2 separate regions of the Dromaius novaehollandiae genome follow, and region 1 is linked to region 2. The links are chromatin contacts, called in public Hi-C maps. All regions are on one chromosome and are shown on one strand. Each heading gives the region's core, a stretch centred on a gene start, on an enhancer-like site or on the middle of the called end of the contact. The rest is flanking DNA. Distances are from core to core; before and after follow the strand shown.

The links. A called contact is a pair of places that touch in the nucleus more often than the background predicts.
Region 1: a Hi-C map of liver shows a contact between it and region 2, with 3 times the contacts expected there. The contact joins the enhancer-like site here to the promoter of ADAM22 in region 2. A contact is called at or near these places in 2 of 4 Hi-C or Micro-C datasets (brain and liver).

What each region holds. Positions count from the first base shown.
Region 1 is chr2:24,611,983-24,618,720 of bDroNov1.hap1, forward strand. It overlaps ADAM22 (ADAM metallopeptidase domain 22), which reads left to right. Exons shown (of 29, transcript XM_064506022.1): 5 at 718-800; 6 at 5,379-5,442; 7 at 6,134-6,203. Among named protein-coding and RNA genes, the nearest start is that of SRI, 75 kb to the right of the region's middle. Within about 2 kb of position 3,384, at least 2 of the 2 cell types and tissues checked have open chromatin away from gene starts, as enhancers often do.
Region 2 is chr2:24,531,126-24,537,318 of bDroNov1.hap1, forward strand. ADAM22 (ADAM metallopeptidase domain 22) reads left to right here and starts at 4,563. Exons shown (of 29, transcript XM_064506022.1): 1 at 4,563-4,759; 2 at 4,865-5,013. The coding sequence starts at 4,681.

The sequences.
Region 1 (6,738 bases), core at 2,134-4,633, 80 kb after region 2:
TTAAAATGAGCAGCTAGGTTGACCATAAGCTGTGCATTACTGAGTCATGCAGGTGACTATCAGCTTCTGAAAAAGCAGTAGTTATAATGCCTTTCCCTACTGAAAATGGACACAAATATTCACATGACTTGGTATATTAGGCTAGCTAGATTTTTCATGCTTGTGGGCTAGTATTAGGTAGTAGGTAATAGAAATGTTAGAGTATTGCTATTAAAAAAAAAAACACTGAAAGTTTTCTCTTTTTAAATAGTCCTTTAACCAACAGCAGTGCAATAACAATGTGGCATGACTGAGTTTGGCAAGCCACTAATAGTTAAATTTCTCTGCAGGGCAAGATAGAAGTAAGAATCTAATTATTTTTCTAATTGTGTATACAAATACTTACATTATGCAACATCGAATACAGTCAGTGCATATACAATAGGGCTCACTCTACTATAGGTGTGACTTGTCTGAAACTAAGGGGGGGATTTGATAAGTAAGGGCTTCTGGATTTGGTTTGAAGAGTATATATCTTATTTGCAGGTGAGAAGAAGCAAATATTAATTTTCTTTGTATTCCTATACCATTTGGTTTTAGTTAAAGTTTCCATTAGCTTTAAAGCGCTAAGGAGCACTTCTAATTCTTTCTTTTAATTGAATATTATTACCTGTCAAAGGACATACTGTGATAGTATGGGACATCCTGTGGATTTACATTCTCTATTTTCAATTTCAGGGTGGAGAACATTGCTATTATCAGGGACAAATTCGAGGAAATCCTGTATCATTTGTTGCCTTGTCAACATGCCATGGACTTCAGTAAGTCTGCTGTTTTGTTTTTACTGTGCTTTGCTTAATCTTTTAAACAAAATAAAGGTCTTTATAGTAAAATAAGTACTATCTGTTTTCTTATTAGGTTGCAACCACTATTAAGTATCTCAACAATCTTTTGAAAGTGTGGGCTTAATTTGAACCTTGTAAAATCCTTGCTGTAAAAGCATCCAAATTTCTTTTCTTTTTTTAACCAAGCACACAAGACAGCGACTGCAAGACACGTCATTTAAAAAAGATTATTATAGAGAAACAAGGGTAACTGAAAAAATCCTGTTCTACAAAAATAAAAAAATACTGTAATAAAAAATACTGTCAGTATTGATATGAAGTATTTGAAAAATATGTGTATTCTTTTTTTGTTACTACAATGGCAGACTTTATCTTTCTTTTCTACTCTACTGTATTTACAAAGCAAAGTGTGTCTGTTTAGAGTTTCTGTAGTCCTGTCCATTTTCTTCACAGAAGTGCTGGTCTTAAGCTGTGTACATGGGATAATACTTCTGTTATATTCAAATCTTGGAAAATATGGAAGAAAGCATGAGAAATTGGGCAGCAAATAACTATTTTATCACTAAAATGGTATACTTTTTTATTAAAGCTGCTGTCATCTGAAGGTTACAGGGAGCTATATGTGGATGGTATGGCTTTTGGCACTATCTTCTTTTGGCATTATTGAAAGAATGCTACTCAGGTTTTCAGAGCAGCCAAATAACTTCAGTGTCTGTTGACTCTGGGAATTACAAGTCTCAGCACTTTTGATACTGAGGTCATTCTTCATTTGAAAGGTCATGTGTGGAATAGCAGCAAGTGAGCCTGAGTGTGGAAATTACCTGAGCTTTGCTTTTTTCTGATGAAGCAAGGCTTAGCCAATGAGATCCTCTTTAGCTTATTATTTTCTATCTCCAGATACTCTACAATTTTGGTATCAGCCATAAAAATACATGTATTTGAGTGGTTTCTTTTATTTATGTCTGTATTTTCTTTGTTGGGAAGGGAGAGAATATGTGCAGAAGACTTGTCATTCTTGCGCTCATTTTCTGACCTGGAGCAGTATTTCTCTCTTTTGTATACAAGGTTGAGCAGCTCAAGAAACCTGAGCTCAGGTTCCGTATAGCCAGTGAGCCTAAAAATAGTAGCATCCTAATGCATCTAGAGGGGTTTTAACTGCATGGCTTCCATTAGCAGTCATCCATTAGGTCTTGGCTTGCAATCCCCTAGCCCCTGCTAACTCCTAGGAGAAAACGTGGGAAAGGAAGAAGAGGCTGCCTATGTCCTTTTCTGGTCTCCTTTTGGTGGTTGAGTCTTAAGACTGACCCTTAGGCTATTTTGTATTCTTAAATTGCCTGGTATTCAAATTAGTCCCTTCCGACGCAGTTATATGATGAGAGATGCAGATGTTTTTCCTTTATAATTAAGCTCTTCCTTGAGAGGTATCTTTTTTCTTTTTTTGAGGCAATAAAGTTCCAGCAGAGTTATCCTTCATATAAAGTATAATATGAAGCTTACTATAGCAGGCTGTGGTATGGATCCAGTATGACAAACTATCCAGTATCCAGGATCCAGTATGAGAAAGTAATATTTTTCTGAGCTGTATTAAACCCAGATTTTCTGACACTGTGTCTCCATCATTATAGCTACTTCCTCCACAGTTGGTTTCAGATGCTAAGTACTACCAACTTGCACCCATAGTCAGATCTCCTTAACTCCAACCACAATTTCAGGTGTCTCACTGGAGTAAGAAAAGCTGGGGAGAGTTATTTTTCAGTAAGATCTGTGGGGCAGGAGCTTAGCTTTCTTGAATTTTAGGAAGTGCATAAGATAGACCAGATGCTTTTAACAGAATATCAAGCTTCATATTCCTAAAGTTCGTGCTAATCTCTCTCACTTATTACTACTCCTAGAACTTGGCCTGTAAGAGCTAAATTTTTGTTTCAGTTCTCTGCGAGATAATGTTACATTTGTTTAACTAATCATAAATCGTGAGTGGTAATATCTGTGTTGTGGTCTTCCTTTTATAAGTTAAATTAATAAGGTGCCCCGGTGACACAAACCTTACAATTATGAATTTCTCCTTCTCTTCATAACTTCACTAATGAAAAATGTATCTCTGCAACTGAAATTCCAGGATAGCCAGCATTTTTTCTGTGGGATATGCAGTAGCCACAGTTTCCCAGGAATTAATGCAAAAAAACTTTAAAAGTAAAACACACTGGTTGTTGGGATATAAATATGCTATAGTCAGGTGTGACTGAAAATTTTCAGTTTCAAAGCGTGTTATGCAGACACCAGCTAAATATTCTTCTATGAATTTGCTGCCCACTGGTGGTGAACATAAAAACTGCTGTTATAACTGCAAATTAGACTTTCATTGCTGCAAATTTGTTTGTTTGAAGACTTCATGTAATCAAAATTCAGATCTTTAATGGCTTATATTTTACTATTGCTTTCTCTCTAACACTTCCAAGAAGATGCAGTTCTTTCACAGGATTTTGCACAGTAGTTTGAAGTCAGTTGTCAAGTAGGCGAGTCAGATCTGTAGGGTGGCTGTGACTATTATTACCACTGAGTGACTTGGTGGGAGGTCAGTGCTGCTGGGTGAAGCAGTTGTACAGGAAGCCGTTTGCTGACGCGCTCTGTCTTGTACACTGTGCTTGCAACGAGAGGGGAGGAAGTTTTGCTTGATTAAGAGCTGCAGGATGTTCCCAAATCTCATTTTATTCCTAGGCAGAGAAGCATAGCAGGTGCTAGAATGTTTATTTTAGGCAATGTTGACTTTATTTCTAGAGAATAGGCATGAGTGGTTTGAAAGGTGAAAGAGCTGTAAATTCTAGATGTACTCATGACAATATTTGTTATATAATATATACTCAGTACCCAAATCTGCTTCTGTGAAAGCTATGTGATTGACCCTGTAAATGAATAATATTAAGAGAAATATGCTTATGAAAAGCTGTAATGGTTTACAAGCTTAATGTGTGCTTATATTTCTTAGTAGTTAGGAATAGGAATGAATATTCTGTTTTCTAGAACATATTCTATATGCTAGGAATAAACATTCTATTCTTAACTGTTAAGTTAAGTCTTAAGAGTTAGGCGTAGAATGACAGTATTTTATTTATTGAACCTAGTCCTGTGCATAACCAAAACCACTTTTGCTCATTAAAAAAAAAAGAGCTACAAAAGAAAAAAAAATCTGTGTGTGTTGTTGAAAATTCTGGCAGCTTTTTAATGCCGAAAAATTTGTAAAACAGTAAATAAATAAATAATCTTGCTTTCTTGCTGCTGTTGTGAATATGTGCCAAATTTGAACCTACAGCTCATATTTATGGCCAAGCTTAAAGCCCATAGTAGTGACTCTTTAGAAGGGATGTGCTACTACAAGCTAATCTCAACCATGCATGTCACTGTATTAAAAGCAAAACTGCTGATTTGGTTGAAGATCAAAATGATGGTGATATAAGAAATGTCCTTTTGTTTTGTGCTCTTGAAGAATAATATCTGTATAAACACTTTTTTTTAAAGTATATGACCCATACTCATGAGTCCCGCATTTCATTAAGACTAGACCTCACTAAAACTCTAGTAAGGTAGCCCTTAATAGAAAACATCATGGCAGAAGTGGACCTCGTCTTTGCTGTACATTTAAGTGGTAATACAAAAGCATCTGGTGTTACTCTCTCAGGTTATCCTCATCCATTTAGCGCTTCACTTTGTTCTTCATTTAGAATTGAACTATATGTTGGAATTTACATGGAAAATCAGTGTTTGTGTATGTACTATCAAAGCAGCAGATTCTCCAATATATGTAGCAGTGTCCATATCATGGATGACCTTCAGTTTTCTGTGGTTGAGAAGTTTTTACGCCATTAAGAAAGAACCCATGAGTTCGGCACCAGGACCATGGGTGTGGCAGAAAGCATGGTCCTCAGTATCAGCATTTTCACCAAAATCCATTGGCAGCCTATCTGATGGGGTCTCATCTCCTTATCGTGAGATGTCTTATAATGTCCATGTTGATATCATACTGTATATAACCATTAAAAGAAAAGGTCATCTGACTGTCATCATTGTTGAAATGCCCAAAACAGCCTGCTATCCCTTTTTTACTCGGTACTAGAGAAGCTCATTGAGGGAGGGGTTAATCAAAAATGTTAAAATCTAAGAATCAATTCAATATAATAGTATTTTTTATTTGTGGGAAAGCTGTGGGAATGTTCCAAAACCTCTCTATTCATATTCTTAAGGACAGGTCTGTCACAGGTAGGTCTGTCTTGCTTGAGAGTGGAAGCTCAGAGCTAGATTTGGACCTGTCTAAATTGGCCAATTTTCCTGGTGTTTGTGTATGTTGTAGGAGTGTTTTGAAGAAAGTAGTATTTATATCTCTGAGGGAGAGCATGTCTTTCCAAAAAACAAAAAAGAATCATATTTACTTCCTGAAACAATTTTAACTTGTTCCTTTCCAGAATATTTGCATTTTTAAATATGTGAACTTACTAAACTTACTTTGGTGTTCTACTAATGTTTGTTTATTAAACCATTATTTACATTTCCTGCTCTTAACAGTGGGATGTTCTATGATGGAAATCATACTTACCTTATTGAGCCAGATGAAAACTACACTTCAGATGTGAGTAGAATTTCTAATAGTCCTGCCGTGTTGTTTGTTGAATACAGACATTCATGGGTATAGACTAGGCATAAGGGGCTGTGACTGAAATGCTATCCCCTCATTCCCAAGTCATTTTTCTAGTATTTGAGTGCCCATCATCACATGTATGTTCCAGGAAAGCAGAGGGAGAATTACAGAAGTAGTCCTCCAAAATTAGGTAGTAGCATGTGTATTTGTGTATACTCCCTAACATTTTGATGCAGAATAGCACTTGGGACAGTAAGGGTCCCTCTGAGCCCACAGGAAAAGCCTGTGAATACCTTGTCTCCTTCTCTCCCACTTTGCCACTCCAGTTTTGTTCCATACCTCTCATACTGCTTCAGTGCCAGCTGCAGCTTGGCAGCTCATATGAGCTTCGGAGGCTCTCCATGATATCCCTCAGCCGCTCACTTAAGTTCAGCTTCTGAGCTCTAAGGATGCTCATTGACTCCATTTGACGTACTCACATATGCCACGTAAAACATGATTAATCTTGGCATTAGTGATCCCATCATAGCTGAGTGAAGGAGGAGAATCTACAAAAAAATGATGCCTTGCAGCTTGCAGTTTCCCTAATGTAGTTGTTTGATGTCAAGGACCCCTTTAGAACTGTCTTCCTAATTCTCATGAGGTGGACTCATTTAATACATGCAACTGTTTACTGTTTCAGGATGACTTCCATTTCCACTCTGTTTACAAATCCAAGTTGTTTGAATTTCCTTTGGATGACCTGCCATCTGGTATGATTTTCTAATATTCATGACTATTGTCTTGTTTTAATCTATGGCCAGATTTGTTAATCATATTTGATTGTTAATCTTCTTGACAATGTATTCTGTATTTGTGTAGTGCTTCTTTTTTCTGATTAAATAAAAAGCACTGAATAAAATGAATCTGAAACCGTGAAAGCACTGGAAAAAACCTGAAGCACTGAAAAAAAACCTGAACCCCATGAATCAAACCTCACCTGTACCTTCAGATTGTGATGTATGTTTCTTTTAACAAGTCTTGTGGTCTACGGACTGCGTTATGTATGATTAGATATAGAAAAGAAAGGACTGAGGTAGCCTGAAGATGATGATGGAAAAACCCCACGTTGCCAACGATTGATAACTCTTCATGAGTTTTTCCCATTTTTAGGTACAGGGCGAGTATCATGGTGTGAGTATGAGTCTAGGAGACAGGAACTTGCCAAATACTGTTGCTGTTCTGTGCCATGCTCTTCTCCAGTCTGTTCAGTATCTTTCACATTGTGGGCTCTAGCGCAGGTCACGC
Region 2 (6,193 bases), core at 3,313-5,812:
TACTTTCATTGTATTCCAAATCAGGCTGTACCATCAAGTTAACTTCAAAACGGAATCTTTTTGAGATTTGTTCTATACTTGTGTGTAGAACAAACTGCATATGCTTCCTCTTTTGAGGTAATATCCATGTCCTGAACAAATAACCACCAAAGTCAAATGTTCTAATGTGTTAGCTCAAAAAAAAGAACTGTTGCACTTCCCTCTTGTAGATGTCCAATTACAAGCATTAATGCATCTGAGTGTATAGTTGTACATGTGACTGGTAATGACATAATAGCACTGAAAATTTAAATATCACATATTCAGAATGTGAATGTTTGTTTCACATAAAAACATGCAGAGCAGTATCCTTATAATCACAGCTATCCAGAGGAATAGAGACAATTACAAAATAGTCATACAGCTGGCTTTTATGAGGAAACAGCCGCAGTATGTTTTTATAACTTAAAAAATAAATGCCTGATTGAATATTGACCACTTAGAATGTATTTATTAAAATGTGTCCTAGATTTCAATCACAATCTGTAATTCAGGAAGAAAAAAAAGTTGTGTGGGGTGAGGAGTGATATACTTCTCATAGTATTAATTGGCTATAATGTTCTGCAATTGGATTCAGTGTTATTCCATCCTGTCTGCACATATACAATGCTCCGTAATATCCTAGAAGCAGAAAATTTAGATTCTTGTATCAAGATTCTAAAAATACGAAGCAATTTCTGCAGGTATTTTAGTATTTACAAATACGTTAGTCTATCAGCAGTTTAAAGTAGGCTAATATCTTAAGGATTTAAGACAACTTAGAACTGTTATGATTGCAAAATTGCCATTTCTTATCATTACTTACTCATACAACTGTGATGAAATTTTCAAGAACACCCAAGTAACTTAGAAGCACAATGTTCCTTTGAAAATCCTCTTGAAAATACTGCCTTGGTTATTTGTTGCATGTCCAGTTACTTGGTGTCATATTTCATGACTGACTGACTTTAAAAACCATCTGTAGTTTACTTTAGTAGCCAAAGATAATCAATCTTTTTTTTACTTGCTGTTTTTCAGAATTTTGCCAGCAACTTCACTGGGAGTAGCTGTGCATATTCGAGTTTCTTGAATGCAAACATTTATTGCTCCCAGAGACATCACTACATTAATATTGCATCAATTGGTTCCTGATTTTGTTTGAATTTTAGAGCTGACGCTTGATGTTCAGTGCCACACCATTAAACTGAATGCCACAACATTACCTGTAGGTAATTAGGTTATCTCTATTAGAACCTATTAGAGAATATATTAGATTGTTGGGCCTGGGGGAGAGGAGATGTTAGATTTTCCTTCTCCTGCTGTTTAGTCAATGTAGCTTTCTTATTTTCTGTTTGGAAAAAGAGGAGGTAAAGCTTAGATGTTAAATTTAACAAGTGCTAAATACAACTTGTAATGAATTACGGTTCAAAAATAATTTTGGGGATTCTACAGAAAATCAAAAGCTGAATATCTGCTTATATATCACTTTTACTTTCTATCTCTTGATCTTTTTCAATATTGGCACATGTTTTTAAGGCTAAATTCTTATGCAACTGTGATTTAAATACTCATATAGAATAGGTTCATTAAGTTTGGCGAATTGTGAAGACATTCCACACAGGGTAAGTTGTAAAGTTGTTATTGCTCATTAAAAAAAAAAAAAAAAAAAAAAAAAGGCATGAATATCCAGTGTAATAAAATTTGATAGAATGTTAAATAGCAAGAGAGTGAAACTCGAAAAATTGGCCTTTGTGTGAAAGTAACTCCCCCCACTCCCAAATAAAAGACTACGTACATCTAGATGTGAGTTCAAAGCTCAGAGGCTGACTGCCTCCAACATCTTTCTGAAAAATTTTAAGCAGCTTCCAGTGAAGTAAGAAAGGGAAGTGAATATGAAAGTTTTCTGGCTGATTTCCCAAATGAACCTGGAACTAAACTTTCTTTAAAAAAAAAAAAAAGTCACTCATAAATGAAATATTATTGCTCCGAAGGATTAAGCCTGTCAAATCATCTACTTGCATACAGAAAAATGAGGACTTGCATATCAGCCTTCCCTCAAAAGAATGTGATTTAGAAAATTTCTGCAATTTACTTAAACATACACTTTTGAATTAATCTTCAGTATTTTTCATAGAAGTGTTTTCCTGGCCAAAATGGTATACGGATGTACATGAGAGAGGTTTGCAAGAGGAGGGGCATAAAACTCCTTTTTCAAATCTGCTTTGGCTAACTATAGACACTTCTAGCATACATACTCTTAAATGCATTTATCGATATAATCGATACAATCAAATTGATTGATATGAATATCAATTGGTTGTATTTCTAAAAACAGTTCTAAGAATTATTCTTAAAATTGGTTAAGGGTTTGACCAAAATAGAGTTGCCCTGCTAAAAAAAAAGTGTTGTATTTATGAAGCTGCAGTCATTATATATCACCATATCCTCTTAGCCCACAGACTGGCTAGAACTCTGCATTTATAGTAATTAGTTTAAAACAACCACGCCTTGGCTGGTAAAGGGAAGTGAAAAATGAAAACTATAACGTACTAGTCCAGGAAACTATCTAGTGTATAACTATACTGTATATTTTACTGCATATCTATATCTGTATGTCTGCTGCCTAGCTGGTGTAATGTACACCCCATACCATATTCTCACAGAACTATGACACAAAAAGCTGTGAAATAGCGTGTTCACAGGGACAATTTTTGTCTAATAAATTTATTTTTTGTGCAATAAATTTAGAGGCTGGCTACAGCCACAAATAGAAATATTTATGACCTTTGAAAAAACATTGAAACATGACTTTACAGCAACGAAATTTCTCTCTGTAAATAGTACTTCTCCGTTTTCTTTACCCACCCCACCAAGGGACCCCACCAGGTCCTTTTGGTACCTTGCTGCAGAGTTTTGTAACCTAACTGTGTGCTGCGTGAGCAACTACTCAAGTACTTCATGGCTACTTTCAGGTAATATTCAATCTTGCCTGTAGTGTATGACTAGAGCTGTGTAAGCAGGACAGGGCAAAACTTGTTAGCTGCTTTCTCCTCAGAGTTGATATATCATGTCCAGGTGCGCTGTGCCTTCAAAATGCCTGTCTTACTGGACAGTCATCATGATGGGAATTTTCAGCTTGTCATACCATGATTTTGTCTGCTGCCTCCCAGATGTGTTATTTATACTGTGGAAATAAACTGTGGGAAACTGCATTTCCTTCATCTACCCTCTAATTGCTTCCCTTAAGAAGATTATCCAGTGAGATAAGACCTAAAAAAATTCAGGTCAGCAGCCTCGACCTTGTCTGAGGGGTGATTCCCTGGACAGGAGGCAGCAAGCGGCTCTTCAGGCTCTCGGTTGTGTCCCTTGTGCGCTCTGCAGGAGGAGACCCAAGGAAGGAAGCCTGGCAGGCTGAAATGCTTATAGGAGCAGAAATGGAGGTGTCAGATGTCTTAAACATTGCCAGATTGCATTTAATATTGATCTGCGTAATGGCTTTAGTCATAAAGATGAAGATAACATTTTTTTGTTCTTTTTGTGTTTTCTAGACTACAATGAGCAGCAGTTCTCGCTGTACTGTGTGTGTGATGCCACCTCTTCCTTTTTTAAGTGCTTGCAGCTCATGTTAAAACCTTCCAGTGTATAGTTTGATGACATATTATCTTGCTCTGGTCAGCAATGAGCTGCATCTGTGCTGCTCTGACCTTCCTCCTCCTCCCTTGGCACACCTCAGTAACTGTGTCACTTGAACCGTTCCCTGTAGCTAGCCCTCCGTCACGTTGGAAAACATGATGGAAGAGCAACCTTAGACAATTTCTCATCTCGTTCCTTTTCCAAAAGGCACCCAGCTAGGTGACTAGTGCTCACATGCGGCACCGCTGCCCTCCGCTCCCCGGCAGGGGGGAGTGCGGAGTGCGAGCTGCAACCGCAGCGCTGCTGCTGCTGCTGCTGGGGAAACCGGAGCCCGGAGTTTCGGAGGGAGGGCACGGGGACTCCTCCACGGCGCTGTCTCTTGTCCTGTGCTGTAGGGCAGGAGGGTGTGTTGGTGTATTGTAACGTGAAAGACGTGGTTCTGTGCTGTAGACCTTTACTTCTCTTTCAGTGCTAGCTTGGGGGAGAAAGCGGGGAAGAAGTGAGAACTCAGGAAGGGAGGAAAAAGGATCATAGGGAAGGAAAGGGGGGTGGGTTACTCTGAAGAGGCACCATCCCGGGCAGAGTCACGACCTGGAGGCAGAGGCTGATCGGAGGTGGGGGGGCGCTTGTGCTCCCTGCAGCAGGGGCCACCAGCTCCGCCCGACAGGACTGACTGGACGGGGCGCCGTGGCGGGCCGCAGCTCGGGGGTGCAGCGGGGCAGCCCCCCGCCCCGCCGCGCTCCGCGGGCTTCCCCCGGCTGCGGCGCGGGTCCTCCGCCACCGGCACTACATTTCCCAGCACGTCCCTCCGCACGGCCGCGCGCTGCGGGGGGCCTGGCCGCCCCTCCGGGCGCGGGGCGGAGCCTGCCCGCCCGCCCCCGCCCGAGCCGCGCCGCGCCGCGGCAGCCCACCCCGCGCAGCCCCGGCGCCGGCGGCGGCGGAAGCCGGGGCGGCACCGAGGCGGCGGGAGGCAGCGGGGCCGCTGCCGGCGTGCAGCGCTGCCCCGGCTCGGCCGCGGGGGGCAGCGCCATGCGGGCTGCCGCCTGCCTGCTCTGCCTGGCGCTCTGCGCCCTGGCCGCCGCCCCGGCGGCGCCCGCCCGGCCCCCAGGTGAGGAGGCGGCGGGCGGCGGCGCGGCCGGGGCGAGGGGCGGCGGGGCCGCCTCGCAGCGGCGCCGCGGGGCGCAGCCGGGTGACGGTGCCTCTCCCCGCGCAGGGCCGGCGGCGGCGGGGCGGCGGGGCGAGAGCCGCTTCGCGCAGCGAGAGAGCATCAGGCCCCTGCGGCTGGTCTCCGGCGAGGGCGGCGGCGGGGCGCGGCGCCCGGCGCTGAGCACGCGGGTGCGGAGCGGCGCGGCGCGGAGCCAGGTAGGCGCGGGGCGCGGCGGCGGCGGCGGCGGCGGCGGCGGGGCCCGGGCGCGGCTTCCTCGGCATCGGCGGCGCCGCGGGCACCTGCCGCCGCGGCCTGCTCCCCCCGGTTTGCCCCCTCCCGAAACGCAGCAGCGGCCGTCGCGCATCGCTCCGCAGGGCTCTCCTCCCTGCCTGCCCCCCGCGGCGTGCCCATATCCGCGGAGAGCAGCATTTCCATGAAAACGTTGCGCGGTGAAACGCGCGGCGCGTGCTCCTGGCGGTGCTCCGCGAGCGCTGACCTTGCTGCCGCAGCTGCCCGGTCACTTAAAATGGTCCCCGGGGCCTTTCACCCCCCGCACGCCGCTGCCCGGGTGCCCTGGGGGAGCCGAGTCCCACTGTCGGGGGGGTCTTAAAGCCACAAAATGAAAGCTGTAATACCTCTGCGACAGCTGGAGACGAAATATTGCAGCTTAATTCCAGTTTCTGGCCGGCCTCAGTGCGGTTTGATTTTGTATTCTGGGGACTCGAACACGCTTTTAAAAATGGAAATTAGAAGGGAGGTGTTTGAAATATAAAGTGTGAACTTCAATGCTGCAGTTTGATTTAGATGTTAGTACCCAAACTAGGGTATGTTTTCAGGTTTCTGTCATGTGAAGACCAATCTCTATAGTTTTAAACAACTAACTAGCTTAATTTATGTTAAGACACAGTAATTTTAGTCCTGGTCACTAATCATCATATTTGAGATGGTGTGCAAAATGACAGCAAATGTTATATCTAAAGGGAAAAAAATGTTGAGCGTACACGGTTATAAACATAGAGCCAGAAAAATTATGCACTTGAGGTAACTGCTGAAATCCCAGATGAGTTGCAGGCCTCCTTTTCCAAAAAAATTGGCTTCTGTCAATTTAAGAAACAAAATAAATGAAAAATTGTCTTCGACTTCTTTTATGTAATCCTTAAAATATAAGCACTGACAGTTTGTATTCTTCTTGTATGGTTAAATAATACAGATTCTCTTCATAGCATATTAATTACTTATAGACAGAACTTATTCTTCTCCTGCGTTTAAAAAAAAAAAAGTATGTGAAGGCTATATTTATGGTAAAATAAAATAGAGTGTGGTTTTTTTTTAAGTTCGAAAATGTCTGCTGTGTTTAAAAAGCAAACAACCCAACAAACCTCTCCGCATTCCAGG